7 separate regions of the Mus musculus genome follow, and all the other regions are linked to region 1. Evidence: chromatin contacts called from public HiCAR-type and promoter capture Hi-C data. All regions are on one chromosome and are shown on one strand. Each heading gives the region's core, a stretch centred on a gene start, on an enhancer-like site or on the middle of the called end of the contact. The rest is flanking DNA. Distances are from core to core; before and after follow the strand shown. Region 1 holds the start of Rab21 (RAB21, member RAS oncogene family). Region 2 overlaps Myrfl (myelin regulatory factor-like). Region 3 holds the start of Rab3ip (RAB3A interacting protein). Region 4 holds the start of Frs2 (fibroblast growth factor receptor substrate 2). Region 5 holds the start of Yeats4 (YEATS domain containing 4). Region 6 holds the start of Lrrc10 (leucine rich repeat containing 10). Region 7 holds the start of Cct2 (chaperonin containing Tcp1, subunit 2 (beta)).

Region 1 (3,799 bases), core at 744-3,243:
CAGCCCCTATGAGGAAAGATGTAGAATAAGTCTCTTTCCAAAAGAAGGTGCTTTCTAGTTCTAGAAATGATTGTGTAAAGTCCTCGTGGTAGGTATAGAGAGGAGTGTCTTCATTCGGGTTTTAATTGCAGCACTGAAACACCATGAACAGAAAGCAAGTTGGGGAGAAAGGATTTATTTGACTTACATTCTCACATCACTGTTCATCATTGAAGGAAGTCAGGACAGGAACTTAAACAGGGCAGGAACCTGGGGGCAGGAGCTGATGCAGAGACCATGGACAGGTGCTGCTTACTTGCTCGCTCCCCATGGCTTGCTCAGCCTGCTTTCTTATAGAACCCAGGACCACCAGCCCAGGGATGGCCCCACCCACAATGGGCTGGGCCCACCCCCTTGACCACTAATTGAGAAGATGCCTTACAGCCGGATCTTATGGTGGCATTTTCTCATTTGAGGTTCGTTCCCTCCTTTCAGATAACTCTAGTTTGTATGTCAAATTGATGTAAGACTACGCAGCATAAGGAGTAGATAATATAATCTCATTTATAAAAATAATTGACAAGATAATCTTATAAATGATTGATTCTAGAGAGACATACGTAATTTTAGCCTTGTCCAATTTTCTAATTATAATTTTGTAAAAGGACCCGATAACATTCTGTACCAGGTTAAAGACTGTTTTTGAATTGATACCTTGCAAGTTACATCACAAATTCTTTTCCTATTTGCATTATTATTGTAAATATTATCATTATTATTATTACTGAAATGGTGTCTTGCTATGTAGCTCCAATTAGCTTAGAGCTCACAATTCAAAAGAGGCTGGCCTTGAACTTAAAGGTAATGTCTCTGATTTCTTGTCTGACTTCTTGTCACACGTCAATGTCGGATGCTCCTTTCTACTTCACGGCTCTCCTTTTTGCCGAAGATACTCCTAACAAAAGGCAGCTTTCTCCAGGAAGCTCTTCTAGGACGCTAACTCAGCTAGCTTCCCATGTATCTTTGTAAAACATTCTGAATTGCTTCTCCTTAAAAAGCATGCAGTGTGTAAATTGCGCATGCGTTGTTTCCTTGGTTAAAAATGTAAGCTCTCTGAGGACAGAGACATTGTATCTAATGCGACACAGAGAATGGCAAGCATTGGCTACATTCACGCCCTCGTTGAATGAACGAATGAGCTGCCTTTAAGTTGAAGTGTAAAATTAGTCTGATGAGATGAAAGTTTATTTTAAGTGACACCAAACTACAAAATTTCAGAAATACCAGGTTGCTTTCTTGGAAAGTGTATTTCATGAAATAAAATGGAAACACAGGAAGAAAAAATAAGCAATCGTCCAATAAACCAGACCCATCAAAGTGGACTCAGCATAGACAGAAATCCTGGGGAACCAGGAGTGATGACTGATGATGGGACCGCATTTATTCTTAGCCTGGGCTTTTAGGGCTGGAAACGGAGAGAAGTTAAGTCTTCTGCAATCCTTGCTCTTAAACCTACAACCGAATCGGAATTCCACCGAGTGTGGCAAGCAGCGATAAAGAAGGCGCACCATTGTTAGGAAATATCTCGGTGAGGAAGTGAGTAAGAGGGATGGAAGGATGTGGGAAGGTCTGGGTGGTCAGGGAAGCCTTTCCGGTTTAAGCTGAGACCTGGACGATGACTCGAGGACCTGGCCGTGTGGACGAACTGTAAAGTTCATGAGCCCGGATTTGTGCGCCCAGAGAAAGAGACTCAAGGGCACCTTGGCCGGACTTTGCGTGTGATGACCCCTGGTGTGATGGCTATCCGCTTTGGGACCATTCCTCGGGCCGGGCGATCATGTCCTGTATTCTATTCCATCAGAGTGGGGTCAGATCGCAAAGATCAGCTCCTTCCCACCGCAGGATTCCCGGGATGCTGAGCCGGTTCGTGCGGACGCGGAAACAGGCCCAGGCTCGCCCGCCGCCGACTCCGCCCACCGCGGTCACGTGACGAGGGGTGTGACGTAGGAGGAAGGAGACGCCATTAGAGGGAGGAGAGGCAGCTCTCCCCTAGCCTCGGGTCCCTGACGTGGTGGCCGGGGCCCTTCATTCTGGGACTTTCTCTCGGCCCTCGCAGGCCTCGCCCGCGGAAGGACGCGGCGAGCACCGGGCTCGGCGGGGCGTGAAAGAGCCGGGCCCGGGAGGAGCGGGCGCCCCGGCGGCGGCGGTGCGGGGTTCGGCGCGGCGCTGGGCTCGGGCGGCGGGGTAGCGGCGGCGGGATGGCTGCGGCCGGCGGCGGGGCGGCGGCGGCGGCGGGCCGAGCCTACTCCTTCAAGGTGGTGCTGCTCGGGGAAGGCTGCGTGGGGAAGACGTCGCTGGTGCTGCGCTACTGCGAGAACAAGTTCAACGACAAGCACATCACCACCCTGCAGGTGCAGACCCCGGGGAGCCGGGCTGGGGACCCGCGCCCGCTCCTCTGCCTCTGGCCTGTCAAACCCCCTTCCCTGCCTTCCCATTGCCTTTTGCAATCGCTTTGGGGACCCGCGGGCCTCAGCACACGGTAGATGTCAAGACCCACAGTGGGGAGGGAGAGGACCCGGAAAAGTCCCCAGTTGCCGGTGGAGGCTGCGCAGGTCGGGGAGTCCCCCGGTCTGCGTGCTGGTTTTCCCCTCTGATGGGCTTCGGCTGGGGACACCAGGTGTTTTCACTCTGTGGTCTCCGAGACCATCAGCCCTTCTTCTTTCTTCGCCAAGTAGGAACTCGGATACGGATTAGAATTTGCGAACGAGGTGGTTTGTAACTTCCAGAGCGTACTGATGACTAAGTGTTTATGCAAGTTCCATTTTGTCCTGCTTTCAAAGTAAATGGAGTGGTAAAACACCCGTCGTTGGAGGGTTTTTTTGTTTTTGTTTTAAACGACTGTTTGCTGCTTGTCGGTTACCCCGTTTCTTTGCAGCCTTCTTGTGTCCGGACGTGTGGCTTCCTTATTCTTTGGGGTTTGATCTTATCCGCGTTGAAACATCGTGTTGCGTAGTGGCCAGCAATCGGTCTTCAAACTAAAAAAAAAAAATCTAGGCACTGCTGCTACACGTTTTCTTTACTGTCAGGCCATAAAACGCTGGCTTTCTTCTACAGTTCCATTGGAAGTGTGGAAGTGTTACAATGTAATTGAAAGTGAAACCAGGCCATTGAAGGATCTGCGATCTCCCTGGTCTCCTTAAAAAAAAAAATCAGTTTGCATGTGTTCGAAGGAATTTATCTATTAACATGTCTTGATCAGACTGTCCAGAGGCTAAAAAAGCTAGTGATCTTGAGTTTGGGCGTCTGGATCCATATCCTACCCCCATTTATTTCCATAGCCCCGTGATCTTAGGTAAATTGCTTAACCGTGCATCCCTGGGTTTCTACTGCTACTGTACTCATAATGATTATATCTAGTGCACAGAGTTGTCAAGGTAAATAAGGAAACGCACTTAGCACCTGAAGTGGGGGATAAACACTTATTACCCCTCAGACTTGACAATAGATCTTAATTAACACAGATGCTACTGGAATGCATAAGCTAATGAGTGTGACATTTGATGTCGGGTGCAATTATTTAACAACTGAGTGTAGAGTGTGCAAGGATGCTCCAGTTCTGATCCCGTCCCTATTTTTACACCTGTTTTCAATCCCTTATAAAGCCTAACACCGAAAGAAATGTCAGGTGATAATGCCCACATAAACAGTATGGCGGAGCCCGCGCTTGCTCAGGCCTGGCTAGATTTGAGTCGGTATGGTTCACCGCCTCTGGAGATTAATAAACAACCCATTTCACACTTCTCTTTGTTCTACACTGGAA
Region 2 (3,452 bases), core at 336-2,835, 1.5 Mb before region 1:
CTTCCTTTGGTGATGAACAGCAGTGTGGAAGTGTAAGGTGAATAAATCCTTTCCTCTCCAACTTGCTTCTTGGTCATGATGTTTGTCCAGGAAAAGAAACCCTAACTAAGACAGGGGGCTTACCCAAGGGCCTAGATGTTCCTTCTACCTACATCCTATCCTGTTTCCAACTCTACCCGTCTTCTAAGCTTGAAGCTTGAGGCGACTTTAGTGTCCTGAGTTTTGTTTGATGGACGGTCTCCCTGTCAAGTCTGGATGCCCTCTGTGCCAGATCCAGGCAGTCTCTGTTAACTCAGCCTGCCATCCAATCTCTGCTTCCACTGTATTGCTGAAATTCAGTTTGTGCTGGTCTAGCCTAGGGTACTCTAAAACTTTTAGCGTTCATACCTCTGTATTTCTTTATACTGATAAAGATTGATATATATTCTCTCTTTCTGGTTAATAGAGAGCAAATAAACTTTAAAGAGCCAGTTTGAAGATAAAACTTAATTAAAAAAATCTCTGTTTAAAAATTTACCTTTTAAACTTAGCATACAAAGTGGTGGACATCATAATGACATTTTCATACAGATGTGTCATTATATCCTAACCCCACTGCCTCTCCATCACCCCTCCCCCTCCTTAACTCCTCCAAGCCCCCAAATGGTGACAGATGAAAACAAACTTTTATGATGTTCCTTTTCTGGAACCCTTGAGTCACTTCCAAGAGCTCTTGGGACACGCCCACACCTACATGAATGGAAGACCGTTGCTTGCTTCAGTGACAACATTTACCTCTCCAGTGTACATAAGTTTGGAGCGTTGCAGCTCAGGCTTTGTGGACATTTCCATAAGTCTCACAAATCCTCTCTGGAGAGGGTGTGGCAATGATTTCTGTGTGTGTGTGTGTGTGTGTGTGTGTGTGTGTGTGTGTGTGGTGTGGGGTCAGGGGTCTAGAGAGGAGAAGAGAAAACTGGTACTTGAAGCCCAACCCCATCACATGGCACAGTCTGAGTTTAGCTTTCCTCCCTGAGTGCTGCCCACGGGGGGTTGCCTCCTGTCAGTGACTAAAACAGGAGATGAAACTAAAACAGAACAAAAAGAAAAGCAATATTTCTGATCCCCAGGCAACGGCAGCTCCCTGACACCCCACCTTACTCTGCATCCGACCCACGCTCTCCTCCACAGGTCAAAGGTGAGTGAGTCCATCCACATAGCACCTTGCATGTATGGTTGACTCAGGTCTCGGCAGTGAGAATGAGAGGTACCTGTCTCTCCTGTCTTCCCCTGCAGGCGCATGCTGCAGGACCCCGAGACCTCCGGCAGGGAGGATCCCAGCTGCTTTTCTCCACTCCACCACAGCACCCGGGCCCCTGCCTGAGCATCCATCCCAGAGCATGGCTGGCCAAACCCACAGCAGTTTTCAGAACGGCTACCCGGAATCCAGTCACCCCGCCACCTGCCGGCACCAAACGGGGCCCTCCCGGTTGGGGACGAGTTGCTCTTTCCACCAGCAGCCTTTGTGCCACGTTCCTGGGTAAAGCATAAGATATTTAGTTTGGAATCACTTCAGCATCCACAGCTGGAGTGCCAGAAGGGACCACGGCAGCCTGTCCAGCAGGTGGCAGTGTGGAGGCGTACAAAGGGACCATGAGGACCTCTGTTCCTGATTTAGACAGTCTTCACTAAAAATCTCCATTCACGGTCCTCACCTAACAAAAAGTTAACATGTCAGGAATATGTATAACAACCCCAGGTGGCGGGATGAAGCACCGCTTGCTTAGGCTGCTTCCAGCAGAGGACCGCAGGGCAGTTTGAGTTGGGTCTTAGATAACTGTCAATCAAGGTTTCTTTTTCTTCTTTCCTCTTTCTGACCTCTATTCTTCCTTCTCTGCAAAGCCAGGGCCATCTGTGAAAGTGATCAGGTTCTGTGCGAAGAGAACTCATAGATGTAAAACGTACACCTGCATGTTCAGTCCGTGTCTCCTCTGCTTTGACACTATACCTTTCAGGCAGGTGGATCTTCCATTGGTTGTCTATAGAAAGACTACATTTTAGAACAGTAGCGCCCGAGAGACCTTAGAGAACTGGAATTAGACTTGGGAAATCAGAGAGCAAAGGTCTGGGGAACTCAAGTTTGCTCTCGTGCAACGAGCCAAGTGGCTAACTAACCTTTCTGTTTCTCAACTTTTAGATCCTCGTTACCCCCGACAAAGAAGAGAAAGCACTCGCAGATACAAGAGGACTCGTGGGACTGTAGTTCATGGGCCCACTACTTCAGACCAAGTGAGCGAGTGTGGGTTTGTGACAAAGTCAAGGCATGAAAGCCTTGGCTGTCGGGTGAAGGCTTTTGACCTGACTCTCAGCAGCTCCACACAGCTGTGTTCCCTCTCATAGAAGACAAACAATAGGCTTTGGGACTGTATTCCAGTCCCATTGATGTATCTTTCCTGCAGCTCAGTCACACAGGTGCCCCCGGGGCACCTGCTGCTCTGTCTCTCCCATTCAGGTAAAATGCTTCCTCTTTTAGGAGAAACATGTCTCAGACAGACTGGCTCCAACCCAGGGAAATGGTATAAACAGAGCTTCCAAGAGCCAATTGGCTGCCTGTTTTCTTGTCACCTTCTGTAACTTTCTTGTGTTCAAGTATAGGTCGGGTGTATGTATCTACATGTGCATTATCTTATATAACATGTAGTGCATTTGTTTTGAGCTCAAAGGGATGGTGTTGGCAAAAGCTTGCTTGGTCCTTTGGAATCTGAAGGTGAACTGCTGGAATTTTTAGGAGAAGGGATAATACTCTAGGCCAATCCTGCATGCTACTAGAAACATTCAAATGTGTGCAGTGTGAATCGTGCCCCAAATTCAGTGTATAAATCCCACGTTCTGGGAGTCGGTTTTGTGAGAAACCCAGGGGTTCCTCCTGTTCCTGTTCCCAAGCTCTCACGATGCATGTTCTGAGAGGAGGGGCTGCTGCTTCTTATCAGCTGAGGTCGCTTTGCCTTAACTAACCCTGTGGTAGGAGAGGACTCTTTCAGAGACCACTGGTTTCAGGCATTGACGAGTCTGTACGTGGCTTTGTTGTTTGTGGTTGTGTAAAGACAATGACATCACCCTCTTAGCCAAGTCCCAAATGTGGTCATCTCTGAGAGCGGTCATGTTAGGATAGCATGGACATCAGTTCTATTCAAGTTGAGTCTTGACCCTCTTACTACTTCCTTCCCTGTCTCACTGATCTATGACCTCCTGTAGTTAGCCTTTTCTCCCCGACCACTGAAGCGCCGGGTGCTTACTAAATCCCTGCTTTTGGATGGAGAACCTCTGTCTGCCTTTCCATGCAAGGTTACCCTAGTTTCTTCAGGGTTTGATGCACAGCTAGAATAGAAACACGGATCACATTTCCAGGGAGCTGAGGGAACTCTTTGCTCACTATTTTGAGGATGCCCCAGCTATTTTGATGACGCACACCACAC
Region 3 (3,678 bases), core at 502-3,001, 1.6 Mb before region 1:
GGGATTCACACACATTAGCATTACTGTCTTCTGTAGACCCGTGATGTTTTGGGTCTTACATTGAATAAACTGAAGAGCCAATCCTCCAAATGTTCATATACCAAATAGAGCATTCTCCCTGTGTGTCAACCATCTCCTCTTCCTACCTTTACAGAGTTCTCTGTCAAGCAGAGTGCCTGTTCTCAAGACACAGACTAAAGAGAAAAGAGAGGAAAGTCTACTTATGATTCATGGGGAATATGCACTGCAAGAGTTAAAGCAGCAGTTCTCAACCTGTGGGTCGCAACCCCTCTGGGATCAAATGACCCTTTCACAGGGGGTCACCTAAGACATCAGAAAACACAGATATTTATGTTAAGGTTCATAACAGTAGCCAAATTACAGTTATGAAGTAGCAACGGAAATAATTTTATGGTTGGGGGTTAGTATACACTATGAGGAACTGTATTAGAGGGTCACAGTGTTAGGAAGGTTGAGAACCACTGAAATACAGTGTTCTGGGATCACAGGTAAGGAGTTAGGGTTGGGAGGCAGGCGAGCATCAGGGAATGGTTTACAAAGAAACTGGAGCATGGGTTAAGTAATTACCAATTCCATATGATAAAAGATGTGTGTGTGAGCCGGACAGTGGTGGTGCATGCCTTTAATCTCAGCACTTGGGAGGCAGAGGCAGCAGATTTCTGAGTTCGAGGCCAACCCTGTCTCGAAAACCAAGACAAAACAAAAAGTGTGTGTGTGTGAACATCTCTTTAGAAAAAAAATGTGTAAAACAGGGAGCCCATAAAGTTTTCTCTTAATAGTAAACTTGTCTCCTTTTGTTTGAGTCTTTGGATGGTAGGAATTTTTTGTAGAGGTGTGTGTGTGTGTACACATGTGTGTTTCTGTATGACTCACTGTGTCACAGAATGTGGTGAGGTACACTAATTACATATATTAAACCACTTAACTCTCAAAACCTTGATGAGGTAGACATTCTTATTTCCAATTATCAGTGAGAAGATTGGCGATATTGCAGATGAACTCGCCTAAGGTCACAGAGGTCAGTAGGTGGCTGATCACAGGGACCACACACATAGCTTCCTTTTTATTACCACCTCCTTGATGTACTCAACAGAATGGCAGCCCCTGCCTCTGAGTATCACAAACATTGGCGGAAATACCGAGGATGACTGCTCCCTCCCACCCCCCATCCCTGAGTTTGATTTTCAGGGCTTGATTCTGTCTGTACTTTGTTTTTTGTTTTCCAACTTGGAAGCCCGAATGTGGGATGGAAGTTTGATAAGCAAAACAAAACAAAACAAAACAATAGATATAGTTCCTGTAAAAGATGAGAGACGGTCTTTGGAAACTGAAAGTGGAAGGATCTGGGTTTACCAGCTCCCCGCCCATCCCATCCCCCCCCCCCCCCCCTCCCCGGGCCCCTAACCTCCTACTCCAGCTTCAGGTATCCACAGACGCGGAATTTCAGGTCGGTTCTGCTTGTCCTCAATACACAGTCCAAAGCCTCTTACCATCCCAGGAGAGTTCACATCCTCCAAAGGCAGCCACAGGATTTCCAGCCAGAGTGGTTCCCAGGGAAACCGCTGTAGAGGGACCCTGGACTCCGCGCGTGGATTAGCCTGCACCGAGCCCCTCCTGTCGCCAGGGGGCGCCGCAGCGCGCGAGTCCCCCTCGCCACTCCCTCCCGGTCCCGCCTCTAGTCCCGCCCTCTCTCCCGGGGCGGGGGCGGGGGAGGGGGAGGGGCGGCCGCTTCTCCGCCCGGCGCTCGGCGCAGGCGCAGTCGGCTCTCCCTCCCTCGGCTCCCATCGCAGAGAGCGCCAGCCGCGGCGGAGTGGAGCGGCGTCTGTCCGCCGCCGTCCTCCGCGTCTCCCGAGCTGGGCACGCGCACCCTGCGGCTCTGCGAGCGCTGCCGAGCGCGGGCGGCGGCCGCGGCGGATCCGGCAGGTGAGTGCGGCGGCGGGAGGGAGAGGCGGGCGGTGTGAGCACCGCCCCCTCGGCGCCTCGCCTCGCGCCCTTGTCCCGCCGGCCCGGAGCGCGGCCGGGCAGGTGCAGGAGGCGGCGGGGAGGGCGCGGATCGCGCCCGCCCGTCCGCCCGTCCGCCCGCCCGCTGCGGAGCCCCGGGGACCCGAAGGGCGGCGGCTCCGGCGCTCACCTGGCGGCCCGCGCGGCCTCGGTCGCGGAGTTGCTTAAGTCGCGGGCGGCGCGGTTGGCCGGGGATGTGCGGGGGTCGCCGGTTCCCGGGGTCTCCCCCGCCGCGCTCGGCCCAGCCTGACTTCGGGAATCGGGACCCCGGGAGTGGGAGAACAGCGGTTCCCCCTGCGTGGGCCGCTCGCCCCCCGCCGCCCGCGGAATAGCGAGGCTGGGGAGAGGATGGTGCCGGGTGGACGCTGCAGCACGCGAAGAGTTGCCAGTTGTTGGGGATTAAAACATCGATCCGTAATGGCTGGCTGGCGCACTCTCCTCCGAGTTAGAGCTGGTGCCCCAGAGGCACTTTAGTTTCAAGGAAATGTTGCCTGTTCCCAGCCTACCTGTTTAGACACTTCTCAGTGTCCCCCGTGTCAAGGGAAAGAGCCCTGTGATCTTTTGGCTCTGGAATGATTGCATAATTGGAGGAGAGGCCGATAAGAGGATTAAAACAAACCGTTCTATTGTAAATCTCTTGAAAGACCCGGTTTCTGTTCATTACACTGTTCTTAAGTTTTTGTTTCTAAACAATGAATCGAGAGGAAAAGGAGGCAGAGTAGGTATGCAGCCCATCGTTGTAAATATTTGATACTGTTAAATATTTCACCAGTTTTATGGGGCCTTGTTCAGTTAGCATGTGTTATTTATTTACCAGGACTGTGCGTTTTCAGAGGACTTTTCATGTTTGAATAGACACTGCATTCCGAATCTACTCCTCAAGGCCCTAGGGGAATATATTAACTGAACTTAACAGTTACACAGATTTACTCAGCAATGCATTCTTAACTATAAGAACAGACGTCTTTCAACTTTTTTCTCTTTCCGGCCCAAGGATGTTTTGAATTAATGCCTTCTTTTGTGAATGAGCGTGCTTGATGAGACGCCTCATTGCTTACATAGCAAGTCATTTGTGCTAGCGAATGATTCTCACCTTCCACTGCCTGGTTGATGTTCAGTTTCTTTGTGGAGCTTTGATGTCTCTGTTTAAATGCAGCTGTACTTTTGAATCAGTGTAATTCTATACTCTGAGACATATTCTTTGCCTCAGAGTTTCTTTATGCCTCTACTCTGCAGTATACGTGGATGCCCTACAGATATATATATATATTTTTTTAATGGAAAAATTACTGGGACTTGCCCACCCCTCATATTTACGCCGTGGCAGAATGGAAGCTAGGATATAACGTTAGTTTTGTATGTATTGTATGGGTTAGATAACCCATGCTTTTCTGCTGAGCGGGTCTCACAAAGGCTTAGCTCTAACGAAAACGGATAACTTTCAGAACCATCTCTCACCAAGCATGCGACCTCGAGTAAATCATTTATTGAGCATACTCAGTAGAAACACATTCAAATGTCAGCAGTTGCTCCTTTAGTAGTTGGTTGTTTCAACCCAACATGAACTTTATAAAGGTGGGATATGAGTTTAACTGGACATTCCATTGAGATGGGGCGCGCAGGGAGGTGGAGGAGCTTCGGGGGGAGGGAAGAAGC
Region 4 (3,486 bases), core at 107-2,606, 1.8 Mb before region 1:
ATAAGGGGTTTTCTTTTACTCTGCCTTTCTCAAAGCAGATTGTCTTAACACTTGTCCCTGCAGTATTTAACAGACACTATGCATGCTAAGAAACTCTTTTCTTTTTTGCTCTTCCTTTTTTCCTCCTCCTCTCCTTCTTTTTGGACAAGAGTCTTGCTTCATAGTCCTGGCCACCTTTGTCTGGAAACTCACTGTAAAGCTTAGGCTGGCTAGAAACTCTCCGGACTCTCCCTGCCTCAGCCTTTTTAGACTGCTGGAAACAAAATAGCTTGTCAGGTTTGAGCCCTTTTCTTCCATGTGGGGCTTTGCTTCATACTGAAAACCTGCCTTTAATATTTGATGTTTCTTGATTTTGTGACAGAGCAAATCTTTTAAGATCGTCTCACTTCTTTGCCTGACACTGACTCTGTAGGCTCTCATACTGTCTGTCTTTGGTAAGTTTCAAAAGTGCCCAGGTCTTCTCTATTGCTAGTTACTGGTTAGGTATAAGAATTGTGCGGACGTACTCAGTCCTGGGTACTTTGAAATGCTTACTATTGCGTTATGCATTATATTATTTTTAACGTCTACAATCCAGAGATGAACACGACACACACACACACCAGGGTGAAATGTAAAGAAACAGGATCCTGGCACTAAGATTGCATAGCCCATCATCTCAGCCTTTGTTTAAAGTGCAAAGGATGACCCATATAGGGAAATAATTTGGCTCCCGTCTTTGAATAATTTGAAAAGTCTTGTTTGGGGCAAATGAGAGTTCTACGCATACCACAAATTAAAGTAAAACCAAGAGCCAGCATATGTGGTAAAGTCCGATACTTTGGCCGATTTCCTTCTCTGTAAGACACAGAGAATAAAAGCACCAATTTCCAGGAGTTTGAAGGTTATTAAATGAGTTAACGCCACCGAATCGCGTAATAAATGCCCTGTCTACCACGCCGTAAGCCTTCCTTCGATAAATGTCAACTGCATTTTCACGCGGGACAGAAGCGAGAAAGGATAACACCGCCGGCCGGTCGGCAAGCCGGTGAATGCTCCGGGCTCGGCGAAATTAGATTCTCCGGGCCCCTGTAGAATTAAGTAGAAGGGAGCGATCCTAACAGGCGTTAAAATAAGGGGTGCCAGCGGTAGCTCGGGGCCCGCGGGACCACAGGGGTTAGCAAGGAGCCCGGGGGCGGGGCTCGGGGGCGGGTCCGCTGGCGCCCGGAGCAGAGGCCACGCCCCTCCCGGGAGGGCTGGCAGCTCCAGCCTGGGAGCAGTTCCGGTGCCAAACCCCTGCCCTCCCCCGCTCCCCCGGAAGTGCTTGTCTAGGGTTCGGGCTGGAGAGAGGCCTTGTAGACACAGGCGCCGAGGCTCCGAGCAGGGGGTCAGGTCGCGGGGAGAGTGAGGAGCTCCGCGGCTGCCACCCCGCGCCCCTCGCAGCGCCTTCGCGCCGACGGTGAGTAGCCGGGGACGCCGAGCGGGGCCTGCGCTGGGCGAGCGAGCCTCGGACCCGGCTGTCCGCTGCAGGTTCAGCCGTCGGGGATCCGGGGAAGGGGTTCGTCGGCCGCCGCGGAGCGCGCGCGGCCCGCGGGCCGGGAAGGGGCGCGATGCGGGGCCGCGGAGTGGGCGGGGCGCAGCCGGAGCGGGGTTCCCGGAGCCGCGGCCGCCCGCAGAGGGGGGACTCCGTAGCGGGGCCCGGCCGTCGGCGCTGCGACCCCCTCTCTGCATCGGGCAAGTGGGCTCGGTGCCTCCGCTGTGGGGTCTGTGCACTCGGACGCTGGGGACCGGGACAGCCAGACTGCACTGGACATCAGTGTCCAACTTTCGTCGCCTCTTGGATCTGTCCCCTCTTCCCGTCTCAGTAATTATCCTGTGTCCCAGGGGTGTAGTCAGTCCGAGGGTGGGGCGCTCCCTGTGTGGATGCTGGCGATCTCTTGCGGGGCTTGCGTCGGGGTCGCCGGAGGTTCGATTTGGACTCGGCTCGAAACTTAACTGGGTCTGGATGCCTGCGTAGGGTCGGTCAGTGAGGCAGTACCATTCCTCGAAGGGTCTTTGCTCCCTTGCAAACTGAAACTGTTGGGAGTTACTTCTTAAAAACAAAGATTTGAGGAGATTCGTAGATTCAGAGGAGTTTCCCCGTGTTCTTGCTGACGTTAAAAAAAAAAAAAAAACCATGCTATTCTGTAATCAGCCTTCCGAATTCCTGCGCTCATCCGAAGTCACAGTTGTTAAGACTTCAGTCGGGACCTTGCACAAGTTGACTGCAAAAGGCTGGAGAATTGTATCCTTTTTTTTCACCCCAGTTTGTTTACTTTCATACTTGGAACTGTCATTTCTTGAGCTAATTATATATATGTGTATATATGTGTGTATATACACACACACACACACATATACACACACACATATATATACACACACATATGTATGTATATTATATGTATATATATATATATATATATATATATATATATATATATAATTTCCCTCAGTTTCTCCTCGGAGGTTCTTCGTGTAGTCCAGTTGTGGGAACGCGGGGTGGGGGTGTTCCCACAGCGGGACAGAGGTGTTTGTTGATTTAAGCATATGAAGTGTTTAACTCCAATAAACTGAGACTTTCCTAGAGAAGAAAATCTTGTAGGCACTGTTAGTAAACTGAGTTTAGGTGATAAACTACGGATAAAAGGTTTGTAGGAAATAATGGAGCTATTTTCCGCTTTTATTGAGTTTTAAATTATTATCAGATAGTTTATTTGTTGCAAATGACCTTGTGGTGGTGTCAATATACACAAGTCATCTTCATGAAACCAGTGACATTATCTGCCCTTATTATGCTTACGTTAGGATTTATACTGTTTCTCTCTCTCTCTCTCTCTCTCTCTCTCTCTCTCTCTCTCTCTCTCTCGTACTTTCTCTTTCGACTACTGGAAGGGAAGATATCATGAATGAGGGGAATGATTTGAAGTGACGAGTTGCATATACTGTCTTATGCAAAAGAAAAGTTTATTTCATTAAAAAACAAATTCTCTGTGTGTGTAATGCCAGAGGTGAACCTAGACTACCCAGCACCATGATCATGATGATCCTTTTGAGACAGGGTCTCCTGAGCCTGGAGCTTGTACTTCCGGCTGGGCTGCTTGGCCAGCAAGCCCCAGGGACCGTCCTGTGTTTGCCCCATGTCCCCAGTCCAGGTCTACTGGTTATCGGCACATGGCCCAGCATCTAGTTTATAATGGAGGTGCTGTCGGTGCCAGTTCAGGTTCTCTCACTTTCTCAGTCAGCAAGCACTCGACGTGGGAGCAGTCTCCCCAGCCCCTCAAATCTCTGTCAAGGTTGTTGATAATAAACAAAGGGGGTGTTTTTCTAGCCCGTGGGAAAGTGTGAGTGAAGATAAGTTGTAGTGTTTAGACTCGGAATGATGCGGTAGCCCCTTAGTGTTTGAAGAACTCAGTTGTTCAGAGCCCAAGATTGGGATGTTGAATTAAAGTCTGGAAAATGAGTCAA
Region 5 (4,029 bases), core at 955-3,454, 1.9 Mb before region 1:
CAGACACCTAGAATAATGAGTGGAACGTGGTAGACTCTCATTACAACACGTTTTTCTTATTCTTCACTCTCCCATGATTCCAGGACAACAGCTTGAAGAAGACTAGGTCATACCTCAGGGCTGTGTAAATGTAGAGCAGAGACCAGCCATAAGAAATGTCACATGGCCTTTCCCGAGGAGGGAAGCAAGAAAAGACCAAAGCATCAACTGGACCAGAGTCCATCTTGGCAAACCGGTGAAACTACTGTGGTTACTCATGAGAGTATGGGTGAGGGGCCCCTCACAGGAACAGGGTTACCTCAAAGGCAACTGCATCACTGAAAAGCCCAGGCCCCAGTGGGTGGTGACTGGACATCCGACAACCCTGAGCTTGCTGGGTGGCTCTCAAGCAGCTCAGTAGGACAGAGTCTCCCCCAGTCAACTCCACAGGATGAGCACAGGCTCTGTCCTAGACTTCTGTCTCCTCCCTTCCCCCAATCATCCCTTCCTGCTTCTTTAACCTTGGGGGGGTGGGGTGGCGGCTCGTGTATCTTGTTAGCTTCAGAACTTCTTGAGCCTGTGAGTTGTTTACTTTCCAAGTCTCAGGAACCTCCTGTCTCCTTCCTGGAGGGAATGTCTCCCTTAGAAGCTCTAAGCTTATATCAGGTGATCAAGGAAGGGGAATGACATTTAGATATCAATTAAGAAACAGAGTTAGGACATACTCAAGAGCTGCCAGGACAACCTCAAAATACGGGATGACTATAGAAACAGCCAAGATTATCAAAAACAGGGGCTGGCAAAAGTAAAGGTACTTGTTATCAAGCCTGATGACTTTAACCAGATCTCTAGGACCCACATTCATTCTCTCTCTCTCTCTTTCTCTCTCTCAATAGATAATACAGTGAAAAAAAATACTTTTATTAAAGATTAGCAAAAATTGGGGGCTTAGTGGTTAAGAGCACTAGCTGCTTTTCCAGAGGACCTGAGTTCAATTCCCAGCAACCACATGGTGGTTCATAACCAATCTGTAGTGGGATCCGCTGACCTCTTCTGGTGTGTCTGAAGACAGCTACAGTGTACTCCCATACATAAAATAAATCTTTTCTTTAAAAATTAGCAAAAATTGATTGACCATGCTGTTAAATTCGCTTCTCGGTCTCCTGATTATTCTCATTGATTAGTGCTGTGCCCAGCCTTCATCAGAGAAGTTTATTGCAATGAGCAGTGGTTAATGCAGAAACCCAAAACTAGCCAAAACGCCCAGGAATAAGAGATGGTGGTGTGCTTAGCACTATTCGGGACAGTTGTACCACTCCTTCCAAGATTGGGGAATATTTCAGGGTATAAAGAGCCAGAGAATGGAGAGACATGTATCAAAAACGACACCTTCTGGCCACAACGTGGCCATTGCACTCATGAACTTACTGCAGCTGCGGTTATCTGCATAGGACCTGCGATTGCATGTTAACATTTCAACATGGATGGCGGGAGGGGTCCAGGGGCCTCACCCTTCCCAGAGGGACTATTGAAAATTCATGACTGTTTGGGAAAGAGATGCCATTTTCTTTAGTAAGGTACCACTGATAAATTACTCTTGCTTCGGTAAAGAATCCCACATCCATAGTAGGACAGGAAACGCCAATTAAAGCCAATAGGTCACGAACTAAGAGGGCATGAAAGTAGGAGGGGGGCTTGTTGGAAAGAAGAGTTCCAACTGGGGAAGGGTATGAGAGAGAAGAATGGTGAGTGAAAATAAGAACATGACCCTCTTAGGCATGGTTTAGGAGGTTTTTACTGTAGATAGGGAGAAAACAGATTCCCGACGAATCTGGAAAAGTCAGACTGAACATGGCCAGCAGAACAGATTGAGCCATGAAGAGCGGGAAGTGGAGTCATTTCTGTAGTGCCATCATGTTGGCCTTGGAAATCGAACTCAGGTCACAAGGCTTGGCAGCATATTCTTTACCAAGCCCACGCCCAGTTATCTGACCTGCCCAATCAGAAGCTTTGATTCCAGAGTCTATCATCTTGAAGTGTGTGGGGTTATCTCAACCCTAAAGCTACAAACGTTCACCATTTTGGTGCTTCCCTACCCTTAACTTCTGCCTAAAATTTATCCCCATCTCTCTTTATCCGCTGCAACAGCTCATCAGGCTCTTACCGGGGAAGGCTGCAGCCTCGCGCGTGCGCACTGTCTGCCTGAGCCCGTTGCGCATGCGCCGCCGCCCTCCCCCGCCCTTCCGCTCGGCTCTCCCAGCTCGGGGCTGAATGGCCGACCCCGACGCGGCGCGTGTGGAGGAGGTGGCTGTCCGGCTCCCCGAGCCCAGGCGACCCGCCCTCCTCCGGCTCGTGAGGGGAGCGGCTACCCCGCCGGCCTGAGCTCTCTCCCTGGCCGCCGCGGCTCCTTCCCGGGGACAATATGTTCAAGAGAATGGCGGAATTTGGACCTGACTCCGGCGGGAGAGTGAAGGTCAGTGCGCAGGCGCGGCGCGCGGGGCGGAAGCTCGGCGCTCATTGGGCCCCGAGTCCTCGTCACCGCCTCCGCACCGCCAAACACAAAGGTGCCGGGGTGGCTAGGGCATCAGTCGCAGACCCTGGATAGGCTCGTCCGTCTTGTCGTTCCCGAAGCCCCGTGCTGATAAAGTCAGCAAAGAGCGCTTAGCTTCGTTCGTGTTTAGTGAAGGTTGCTTAACACTGGACGTTGTGACACTCAGTTCCCTCCCATCTATATGTGTATTATTAATAGGGGTGGAGGTAAGAGAACGACTTGCAGGAGTCGGTTGTCAGGTGTCACCATGTAGGTGTGCTGTCCAGCCTGAGCTGCAGTCGTCTCTTCCCTGTGTGCCATCCCTCCAGCTCGCCACCCCCTCCCACCTTCCTACATCTGCTGGTTACTTTTTTTTTTAATTTTAAAATTTATTTTTATGTATATGAGTACACTGTAGCTGTCTTCAGGCACACCAGAAGAGAGCATCAGATCTCATTACAGATGGTTGTGAGCCACCATGTGGCTGCTGGGAATTGAACTCAGTATCTCTGGAAGAGCAGTCAGTGCTCTTAACCTCTGAGGCAGCCCTGCTGGTTATTTTTTAAGGTACCGGTTCAGGATGCTCTCCCCGTGCCCCTAAAAGGGGCTTCTACTTACAGATCTTATCACAGAAAGGATTTTTTTTTTTCCTTAAAAGAAATCACATCAGTCTACAAAAATTTTAAAATCCTCATCGGTGTCATATTATTTTTATTACCTTAATCATAGTGTCTATATATCCATAGCTGCCTTAACAGTATATGTAAGATGAGAAATCATCGAAAATCCTAAAGCCCTGAAATGCAATAGAAAGAAATACCAGGTAAAAGTCTGTGTTAGTATAAGAGGCTTTGTAGAGCTGTGCATTTGCCCAGGGTTTTAGGTAAGGCTTGGGGATGGTAGGAAGTGATTGCAGAGCAAAAGGTTCATGGGAAAACTCTTCTCTACTTGCACAAGTTAAATCTGGAAGTTTGTAGTTCAGGATAACTTGAGAAAGTTAGGCCTGTAGTCCTCAAATTGAGTTTCCTCCTTAGTAGCTGGGGAAGGGGTGGGGGTGAGGCAGGAACAAGATAGGCCCTTGAGAGGCCCAACCCAAGTGGCCTGTGTGTTCCCACTGTCCCCATCTCCTAGGCCATTCAGCTGTGAGCTGATCAGTATGCTAATCCCTTGGTAAGGTGCTTCTGTAGTCCAGGCGCCTCTCAGCCGCCAGCTGGGGACCAGCAATAAGCCTTTTGGGGGAGGGGGTACTCCATACCCAAACTGTATGTGCATAATAAGGATGACAGCAGAAAATGCTTGCCCTGAAATTCTCTCATAAACCGACCTTGGGTTTTGTGCTGTGCTTTGGTAAACACTGCCAGAGGCTAATCTAAAAGCCTTTCCCAGCCAGCAGAGCCGGTCACAATGGCAACTTGAACTCAGTAGCCTAGCTTTTAGGTTTGTGAAGGCATTTTGTTCTTCTCTAATCAAGTACTCAGGTGCTTTTACATGCAGAGCTCAGCAGGTAAAAGGCTTACCAA
Region 6 (4,001 bases), core at 561-3,060, 1.7 Mb before region 1:
AAAAGCTGAGACCTCCACTTCAAACTCAGACACTTGTTTTAGGTGAACTGATTTTTACATTCTACCTTTAACAAAGTGTGACTCTCGGGAGGCATGGCTCTGTTCTGGGGGGCAGCCTGCCCTCACCCTAGGAATCAGGAGGCTGTCTCGAGGAAGAAAGGCTTGGCTTTTCAGATGACAGTAAACTGAGCGGACTTTAGGTCAAACCTTACGAGGGAAAACGAGTGGAACCGGCTTGAACCACTGGGAAGTTGGAAGGCAGAGCTTCAGGGAAAGACTTCTTTGTGGCATTTACAGCAGGGGCTAAAGTGCGGGGGGGGGGGGGGGGGGGGGGGGGGGAGGGGCTCAGGCTGTGTGACCACAGCTTTGTTTTTTTTATTTTCCTTCGAATCAAGACTGATTGGGTAGAGTTGTCCCTTTCAGGAACCAAATTAGTAACAGCAGTACATTGGTACTATGCAGAAGTTCTCGGGAAGGAAAGAGGCATGAGAGCTAGAGAGAGCTAGAGACAGGCCACTGAGCAGCTGGTGGCGTTGTTTTCTTTATTTTAACAAATACAGTCTTTGAAGCACTCACCAGCCTTGTGACCAGCTACTCCTGCGTGGTGGAAGAGTGCTGTGGCTGGTCTTGTTCTTTGGTGTTTCAAAATAGCTCGTGTGAAGGAACTGCTTCTGGCACAGGAGTGACAGTCACCCTGGATTCCAGGCCAGCAACAGCACACACCTTCCCCCTAGGAAGAGGTGCTGGGGGCTGGAAATGTTTTCTTCGCCCTATTCCTTTACAGCATCTCACCTGGCTTTCTCTCCATCAGCCCTGGGATGAGCCAGGACCATCCCTTCCGCTCTAATGAGATGCCTTCGGAGCAGTGGGGTAACCTTTGAATTGGCCTTCAACCTCAGCTGTTCAAGAGCTGGAAGGAAGAAGGGGAGGAGGTGGCTCTTGATTCTCTTCCTTGGCCAGTGCGTACCGCCTAGCTTTTCTGGGGTCAGGCTCTGGTGTCTCCTCTGCCCATCTCCCAACACGGCGAACCCCTTTGCCCACCTTGGGGGCATTTCTGCAAGGATTGTGGTCATAGATGACCAGCTTCAGATTTGTCAAGTGGGCCAGGCTGGGGAAGTAGCGGATACTGTTCCGATCCACGTCGATCACCTCCAGAAAGGGCATGCGAAGCAGTACCGAGGGGAAGTCAGCTAGCTGATTGCCGGAGAGCCAGATGGTCCTGAGCTCGCGCAGGCGCCGGAGCTGGCCGGGTAGCAGACGTAGGGCGTTGGAACCGGCATGCAGGGTTTTAAGGAGACTCAGCTCACACACCACATCGGGCAGCCGGGTGAGGCAGTTGGATTCGAGCCACAGGGTCCGTAGGTTCTGGAGCAGGCTGAGCTCATCCGGGAGGTCACAGAGTTTGTTATTGCCCAGGTAGAGGATGCAGAGCTGTTTCAAGGTACACACCACCCGGGGGAGAGCTTTGAAGTTGTTGAAATCCAAGGCCAGGATCTGCAGGTTCTGCAGCTGTGCCAGGTCGGGAGGCAGGCTGTGAAGGTGGTTGTCGCTGAGGTAGAGCTTCACCAGCTCCGTGAAGGAGCACACGTGCAGTGGGAAGCGACGCAGCTGGCTCCCGCTCAGATCCACCATCCTGTCCAGGGGCATCTCCCGGAGGTCTCCCACCACATAACTCTGGCAGCGGTCGGTGGGGATGAAAGCCACGAAGGCCCGGATGGTGTTTCCCATGTGAAACGGGCTGCAAGGCGAGCCCCTGCCCACCAACTCTGTCAGGGAGTGGGCTGGCTGTGCTCACTGCTCGGGAACCCTTCTACCCTCTCTTTATAACCCGGAATTCGGTGACAAAAGCCAGTCACTTTGACAGAATAAAGTGCTCCTGATAGCAGCTTGAGTGTCTGGTGACAGGCCGGACAGGCAGGGTCTGGGACGTCCTGTCCAACTCACATATTTGTCTTTAATCACTTAAGCCCTGATCTCTTATCTACTCTCTCCTGATCTCCCGCCCCCCCCCCCCAAATTGAAAAAATACTGTGACAAAGGTGGAGAAGTAAAAATGAAAAACACCTATATTTGTACTATGTAGGTAAAACTGTAAATATTTGAATGCATAGTCATCTCCTTTGTGTTACAACTCACCTAACCCGAACAAGGCCCTGCTTCAATCCTGAGTGGGGCACAAAACAACAACAACCCGCTGCTAAGTTTTCCAGGATGCATCCTTCAAAGTGTTGCCAAAGGCCTACATCCTTTACAGATTTTCTCCAGTTCCAACAAGCCTTAACCAATATGTAATCAGAAGCAATGGCTTCTGATTTGTACAGTCTTGCTTTGTGTCCAGCTAGCGTCTTGCCACACTGTAAAAGGGTACATTTGAGCTGGAAGTGGAGTTCAGTGGTAGGGTGCTCGTATGGCAGAATTGAAGCCCTGGGGTCCGTCTCCATTTCTGCCAAAACGAACACACACACACACAAATCCTCTCTTTGACAAAGGACAAGAAGGAAGGCTGACTAGCCTTCAAAAGCATAGATTAATTAGAATGTAATTATTAATTAATTCATTAGAATGTAATGCACCCGGGGGGGGGGCACTTTCCAGAGGTGGGAACACTTTCCAGACCCATTTAAATGGCCATTAAAGCTCTGTACTTCTCGTCCATAATCGCGTCCAGTTGAGAAAAGCAACGATGAGCCAGACCGTTCCAAGAACGAGGGCCTCCAAGGTCTGGCTGCTGGGGGCTGGAGAGATGGCTCAAAGGTGGAGAGCGCGTGCTGCCCTTTGAGAGGACCCAGGTTCCACGCCAGCCCTCATATCCACGCCATATCCACGCCAGCCAGCCCTTGTATCTGATAGCTTACAACTGTCTTTAACGGCAGCTTTGGATGTGAGGTGTGGGGTGATGATCCAACATTGTCTTCTGGCCTCTGTGGGATCTTGCATGTTGTGTCCGGCCAGCAGATCATAGCCTGGGTTCTAGCTTGGAAAGGCATTCTGGAAACCTGGAAGAGAAGAGGGGCTAGGCGGCGAGAGAAAATGATGCAGCTAAGACAGGCATTCTGATCAAAGCTCAATTTTACTGTTCCGACACTCAGTTATGAAGGAAGGGGGAGGGGGCCCGATTCCCGCCAAATAATCTCGGAGTTCAGTAGCAGGGTGACCACGTGTGTGACTCCAAACAGCAAAGCGGCACGTTCCACCAGTGGGCGTGGCAGAACGATTGAGCGGGAAGCTCCACCCCTGAGCAAGCACACACACACACACACACACACACACACACACACACACACACACACACACAAATAAAGGTAACTATTAATTTAAAAATCTGTCTACTGGAAATGGATGCAGAAGTGCTTACTGTCTCCCAGATGTGGCTCTGTGCTGTACAGCAGGAAACAGGCTCCTCCCCCTCCTCCAGAGTCTTCCCCACTCACTGGCCAAATAATGTCACCTGGGGTGACTTTACAAGTCAGCAAAGTATGTGCAAATCACATGCTGAAACTGGCAGCACTTTGGGTCATCCCGGATGCCGAGTAAACTCTGGGACAGACGCTTCCCTCCTCACAGCCCCAGTGTCCCATTCAGCACCCCATGGAATCTGGGTAGGCGAAAAGTGAATTGACCAAGTTATGAGTCTCCTCCTTATAGTATTGTGTTAGACTATAGAGCTCCTCCTTATATTACCTTGTTATAGTATAGATCTCTTTGTATTACCCTGTTATAGTATAGATCTCTTTGTATTACCCTGTTATAGTATAGAGCTCCTTATATTACTGTGTTAGAGTACAGATCTCCTTATATTATTTTGTTAAGAGTATAGATCTCCTTATATTACCTTGTTAGAGTATAGATCTCCTTATATTACTGTGTTATAGATCTCCTTTATTACTGTGTTAGAGTATAGATCTCCTCCTTATATTACCTTATTAGAGTATAGATCTCCTTATATTACCTTGTTATAATCTAGATAACTGTTAAAGATAAACAGATAAGTCTATATAAAT
Region 7 (3,477 bases), core at 822-3,321, 1.7 Mb before region 1:
GTTGTCCTCTGGCATTTACATGTCTACACATACACATGCACACATAATTAGTTTTAAGTGCTTAAGACTTTATAAGCAGTTGATAACTAGATTTGACTCTCCATAGCTTGCCAACTCAATATAAATTAGTTTACTATATCTAAGGGTAAAAATAACTAAAAATGGAAAATGACTGAGTGTCGGCAAGTATCAGAAATATAAGTACTTGCTAAGTGATCAGAGAGATAAATGCTACCTACCAGTGGATAAAAGGAAAACTAACATTCTTTTTTTAAGCACGAGAGCTTTGCCTTAGGTGTCAAGAGTAAAGAGAAAAAAATATTTTCTGTTTTTGTTTTTTTTTGGTGTTTTTGAGACAGGGTTTCTCTGTGTAGTCCTGGCTGTCCTGGAACTCACTTTGTAGACCAGGCTGGCCTCGAACTCAGAAATCTGCCTGCCTCTGCCTCCCGAGTGCTGGGATTAAAGGCGTGTGCCACCACGCCCGGCAAAAATTAATATTTTCTAAAGAATTATTTATGTGTGTGAGTACACTGTCGCTGTCTTCAGACACACCAGAAAAGGGCATGGGATCCCATTACAGATGTTTGTGAGTCACCACGTGGTTGCTGGGAATTGAACTCGACCTCTGGAAGAGCAGTCAGTTCTCTTAACCCTCGGCCATCTCTCCAATTCCAAGAGAAATCTTTTAAAAAATGATTTATGTAATATATATATATATATATATATATATATATATATATATATATATGAATGAGTGCTCTATCTGCATGTATACCTGCATGCCAGAAGAGGGCATTAGATGGTTGTGAGTCTCCATGGAGTTTCTGGGAATTGAACTCTGCACCCCAGGAAGAGCAGCCACTGCTCTTAACCGCTGAGCCATCTCGCTAGCGCCGAGAAAACTTTTTTTTTTTTTTTGCATTAGTTTTGGGGCTTTTCCCTAGACTATGTATGTTTTAACCATTTCTCTCTTTTTTTAAAAGATTATTTATGTGAGTACACTGTAGCTGTACAGATGGTTGCGAGCCTTCTTGGGAATAGAATTTTTAGGACCTCAGCTTGCTCTGGTCAACTCCACTCAGTTCCTGCTCGCTCTGAGCCAAAGATTTATTTATTATTATACATAAGTACACTGTAGCTGACTCTTCAGACGCACCAGAGGAGGGCATCAGATCTCATTACAGGTGGTTGTGAGCCAACCTATGGTTGCTGGGATTTGAACTCAGGACCTTCGGAAGAGCCATCAGTGCTCTTAACTGCTAAGCCATCTCGCCAGCCCGAGAAAACTAATTTTTTTAAAGGTTTTATTTATTTATTATTTATATGAGTATACTGTAGCTGTCTTCAGACACACCAGAAGAGGGCATCAGATCCCATTACAGATGGCTGTGAGCCACCATGTGGTTACTGGGAATTGAACTCAGGACCTCTGGAAGAGCAGTCAGTGCTCTTAACCGCTGAGCCATAGCTCCAGCTCCCGAGAAAACTATTTTTGATAAACTGGAATATTTAGGACTTGATCTCTGCTTTGAAGTCATGTAAGTTATATTAGGGTGCCCCCCCCCCCCCCCGAGAAAACAAATGAAGCTGAGGTAGGGCAGAAGCAGCATCCCAGAATGGCCAGCCTGGGTCCACAACGTGAGTTCCGAGCTAAGCCAGAGCTACACAGTCAGATCATGTCTGAAAGATTAAATGAAGACTCCTTTATAAAAAAATCATTTAGTAATCTATTGATAAATAACTTTCCCAAAGGAAAAAATAAGCACGAAAATGGGAATGGTTGCCTCCAGGAAGGGTAAATAATAGAAATGATTAGTGTGCAACACTTGAAAATGTACGTCTGACCTTAAAACAAATTTTGAAAGATTATATTTTAAAAATATATGTCAGCAGGAACTTGGTTTCCGCGGCAACCCGCGCGGTACATTGTCTCTTTGTTCTCTAGTTCTATTCTAAAGCAGCCCGCCCCTGGCCCCGCCCCTAGCCCCGCCCACAGCTCAATGATTTCCGCCACCAACTGAGGTCCCGCCCCTTCTCCAGCGAGCCGCTACGCTTCCGGCCCAGCCCGCCACGCAGGAGGCGGAAACCCGTGCGTCCGGCTCCGCCCCCCGCGGCGGAGCGTGTCGTCACTTCCGCCTTTCTCTCTTTCCCCGGCCTGGCTTCCCGGCGCGGATTGTGAGGGGTTCTCTCCTCTACGCGGAATCCGTCGGAACCATGGTGAGCCTAGCTTTCGGCCAAGGACTTAGGCTCCCTGCTCCGCCCCGCTGTGTCCTGCCGCCCCGCTGGTCCTCTTGTCTAACCGGAGTCGCAGGCTCCGAGCGGCCGCCTCCTGGCCCCTCCGCACATGGCTCGGGCCGGGCATGAGGCCTGCGTGGGACCGGGTGACCGAGCTCTCCGCGCGGGACGGGAAGGGGGAACGCACACTAAGTCAGCATCTCTTTGTAAGATCAGGGCTGTTTCTCGGCTAGGGGACCTTGGCGACCCCCGGTCCTCACCCCAAGTGAAGAAGTTTCTAGCAGGACCTGCTGGCTCCGCCCTCTTCGGGGCGGGGCTGGAAGGGCGAGTGGCCGTGCTTGCCTGCGGAAGATGGAGGGTAGCTAGGTAGCTATGTTGGTCCGTGCTCGACCGGCCCAATGTTGCCTTTAGTTTTGCCATTCAGACCAGTGGGTCGGTGTGATGATTTATTCCTGGCGCCCATATGAGCGTCCCTCTCCCCATTTAAGTAAATACCCCACTCCCAGGACGGATTCCTGAAATTAGATGGTAAACCAATTTTCCTTTAGATAATCTACTTCCCGATCTAGTGAGAGGCCCTGGACGGGTGTTAACGAGTACTGGCATTCAAACGGCGTGTGTTGGCTTCCTCTCTTAGGCTTCCCTTTCCCTCGCACCTGTTAATATCTTCAAGGCTGGAGCTGATGAAGAGAGGGCCGAGACAGCTCGCCTGGTAAGCCCGTCTGTTGCTTTTAAATGATAAAATCCAACGCTTTGTGAGGGTAAATTCTGACCGCCTTTTCTGATTTTTCTTTTATAATTTAAGTCGTCGTTTATCGGTGCCATCGCCATTGGAGACTTGGTGAAGAGCACTTTGGGACCGAAGGGCATGGTAAGAAAGATAGGGAATTTTTAGAAGTTTCTTTTGTTTGTTTCTAATTTTGCTTTCCTGCGGTCTTGCGTAGTAGTGGCTGGCCAAAATTTTAATAATGGTTTAAAGCCTTTGGTGTAAATGTAGATAGTAACAATGTTCTTATTTATGTTTTTTAATCTAAAACTTACAAATTATAAACCGTTCTCCTGTGTTACCATCCCCAATCTCACATCCCTCTCCAGTGGCAGCAAGTGTTACCATTTACAAAACTTGCTGGTATTTTTCTTTTCTTTTTTCTTTTTTTCTTTTTCTTTTTTAGATTTATTTATTATTATATCTAAGTACACTGTAGCTGGTATTTTTCTGTTCACTTATAGGTAAGTTTATCA

The links. Promoter capture Hi-C pulls out the DNA fragments that hold promoters and counts their contacts. HiCAR-type assays count read pairs that join an accessible place to other places. Capture Hi-C pulls out chosen DNA fragments and counts their contacts.
Region 2: a promoter capture Hi-C map of hippocampal neurons shows a contact between it and region 1, with 3 times the contacts expected there. The contact joins the enhancer-like site here to the promoter of Rab21 in region 1. A contact is called at or near these places in 4 of 39 promoter capture datasets (hippocampal neurons, liver and pre-B cells) and 1 of 115 datasets of contacts at active chromatin or transcription factors (large pre-B cells).
Region 3: a contact with region 1 is called in a promoter capture Hi-C map of pre-B cells, with 3 times the contacts expected there. The contact joins the promoter of Rab3ip here to the promoter of Rab21 in region 1. A contact is called at or near these places in 10 of 39 promoter capture datasets (the C10 cell line, the SN4741 cell line, cranial neural crest and 7 more), 1 of 15 datasets of contacts at CTCF or cohesin (large pre-B cells), 3 of 115 datasets of contacts at active chromatin or transcription factors (embryonic forebrain, extraembryonic endoderm stem cells and large pre-B cells) and 3 of 9 other capture datasets (adipose tissue, embryonic stem cells and liver).
Region 4: a promoter capture Hi-C map of adipose tissue shows a contact between it and region 1, with 3 times the contacts expected there. The contact joins the promoter of Frs2 here to the promoter of Rab21 in region 1. A contact is called at or near these places in 4 of 39 promoter capture datasets (cranial neural crest, liver and pre-B cells), 1 of 484 Hi-C or Micro-C datasets (cerebellum) and 1 of 9 other capture datasets (adipose tissue).
Region 5: a contact with region 1 is called in a promoter capture Hi-C map of pre-B cells. The contact joins the promoter of Yeats4 here to the promoter of Rab21 in region 1. A contact is called at or near these places in 3 of 39 promoter capture datasets (hippocampal neurons, liver and pre-B cells), 1 of 484 Hi-C or Micro-C datasets (pro-B cells), 1 of 115 datasets of contacts at active chromatin or transcription factors (large pre-B cells) and 2 of 9 other capture datasets (adipose tissue and liver).
Region 6: a promoter capture Hi-C map of hippocampal neurons shows a contact between it and region 1, with 4 times the contacts expected there. The contact joins the promoter of Lrrc10 here to the promoter of Rab21 in region 1. A contact is called at or near these places in 4 of 39 promoter capture datasets (embryonic stem cells, hippocampal neurons, liver and 1 more), 1 of 484 Hi-C or Micro-C datasets (the G1E-ER4 cell line) and 3 of 115 datasets of contacts at active chromatin or transcription factors (large pre-B cells, pancreatic cancer cells and pro-B cells).
Region 7: a HiCAR-type map of astrocytes shows a contact between it and region 1, with 4 times the contacts expected there. The contact joins the promoter of Cct2 here to the promoter of Rab21 in region 1. A contact is called at or near these places in 5 of 39 promoter capture datasets (cranial neural crest, hippocampal neurons, liver and 2 more), 2 of 484 Hi-C or Micro-C datasets (muscle stem cells and nephron progenitors), 3 of 115 datasets of contacts at active chromatin or transcription factors (astrocytes, large pre-B cells and pro-B cells) and 1 of 9 other capture datasets (adipose tissue).

The regions. Positions count from the first base shown.
Region 1 is chr10:115,313,785-115,317,583 of GRCm38.p6, reverse strand. Rab21 (RAB21, member RAS oncogene family) reads left to right here and starts at 1,993. Exons shown (of 7, transcript NM_024454.1): 1 at 1,993-2,390. The coding sequence starts at 2,238.
Region 2 is chr10:116,847,089-116,850,540 of GRCm38.p6, reverse strand. Myrfl (myelin regulatory factor-like) reads left to right here. Exons shown (of 25, transcript NM_001033333.3): 3 at 1,107-1,174; 4 at 1,273-1,516; 5 at 2,174-2,265. Among named protein-coding and RNA genes, the nearest start is that of Myrfl, 48 kb to the left of the region's middle. Within about 2 kb of position 1,585, at least 22 of the 459 cell types and tissues checked have an H3K27ac peak or open chromatin away from gene starts, as enhancers often do. A contact at or near this core is called in hippocampal neurons, where this site is marked.
Region 3 is chr10:116,948,526-116,952,203 of GRCm38.p6, reverse strand. It overlaps Rab3ip (RAB3A interacting protein), which reads left to right and starts at 1,751. Exons shown (of 11, transcript NM_001359645.1): 1 at 1,751-1,944. 4933412E12Rik (RIKEN cDNA 4933412E12 gene) reads right to left here and starts at 1,642. Exons shown (of 3, transcript NR_038026.1): 1 at 1,512-1,642.
Region 4 is chr10:117,146,344-117,149,829 of GRCm38.p6, reverse strand. Frs2 (fibroblast growth factor receptor substrate 2) reads left to right here and starts at 1,356. Exons shown (of 10, transcript NM_177798.3): 1 at 1,356-1,438.
Region 5 is chr10:117,222,682-117,226,710 of GRCm38.p6, reverse strand. It overlaps Yeats4 (YEATS domain containing 4), which reads left to right and starts at 2,204. Exons shown (of 7, transcript NM_026570.4): 1 at 2,204-2,452. The coding sequence starts at 2,402. It overlaps Gm31963 (a long non-coding RNA gene), which reads right to left and starts at 2,225. Exons shown (of 4, transcript XR_872061.2): 1 at 2,144-2,225; 2 at 1-120.
Region 6 is chr10:117,043,150-117,047,150 of GRCm38.p6, reverse strand. Lrrc10 (leucine rich repeat containing 10) reads right to left here and starts at 1,810. Exons shown (of 1, transcript NM_146242.2): 1 at 383-1,810. The coding sequence starts at 1,728. The coding sequence ends at 904. It overlaps Gm10747 (a long non-coding RNA gene), which reads right to left. Exons shown (of 3, transcript XR_872056.2): 2 at 3,356-3,595; 3 at 2,466-3,013.
Region 7 is chr10:117,062,446-117,065,922 of GRCm38.p6, reverse strand. Cct2 (chaperonin containing Tcp1, subunit 2 (beta)) reads left to right here and starts at 2,071. Exons shown (of 16, transcript NM_007636.3): 1 at 2,071-2,217; 2 at 2,873-2,947; 3 at 3,041-3,106. The coding sequence starts at 2,215.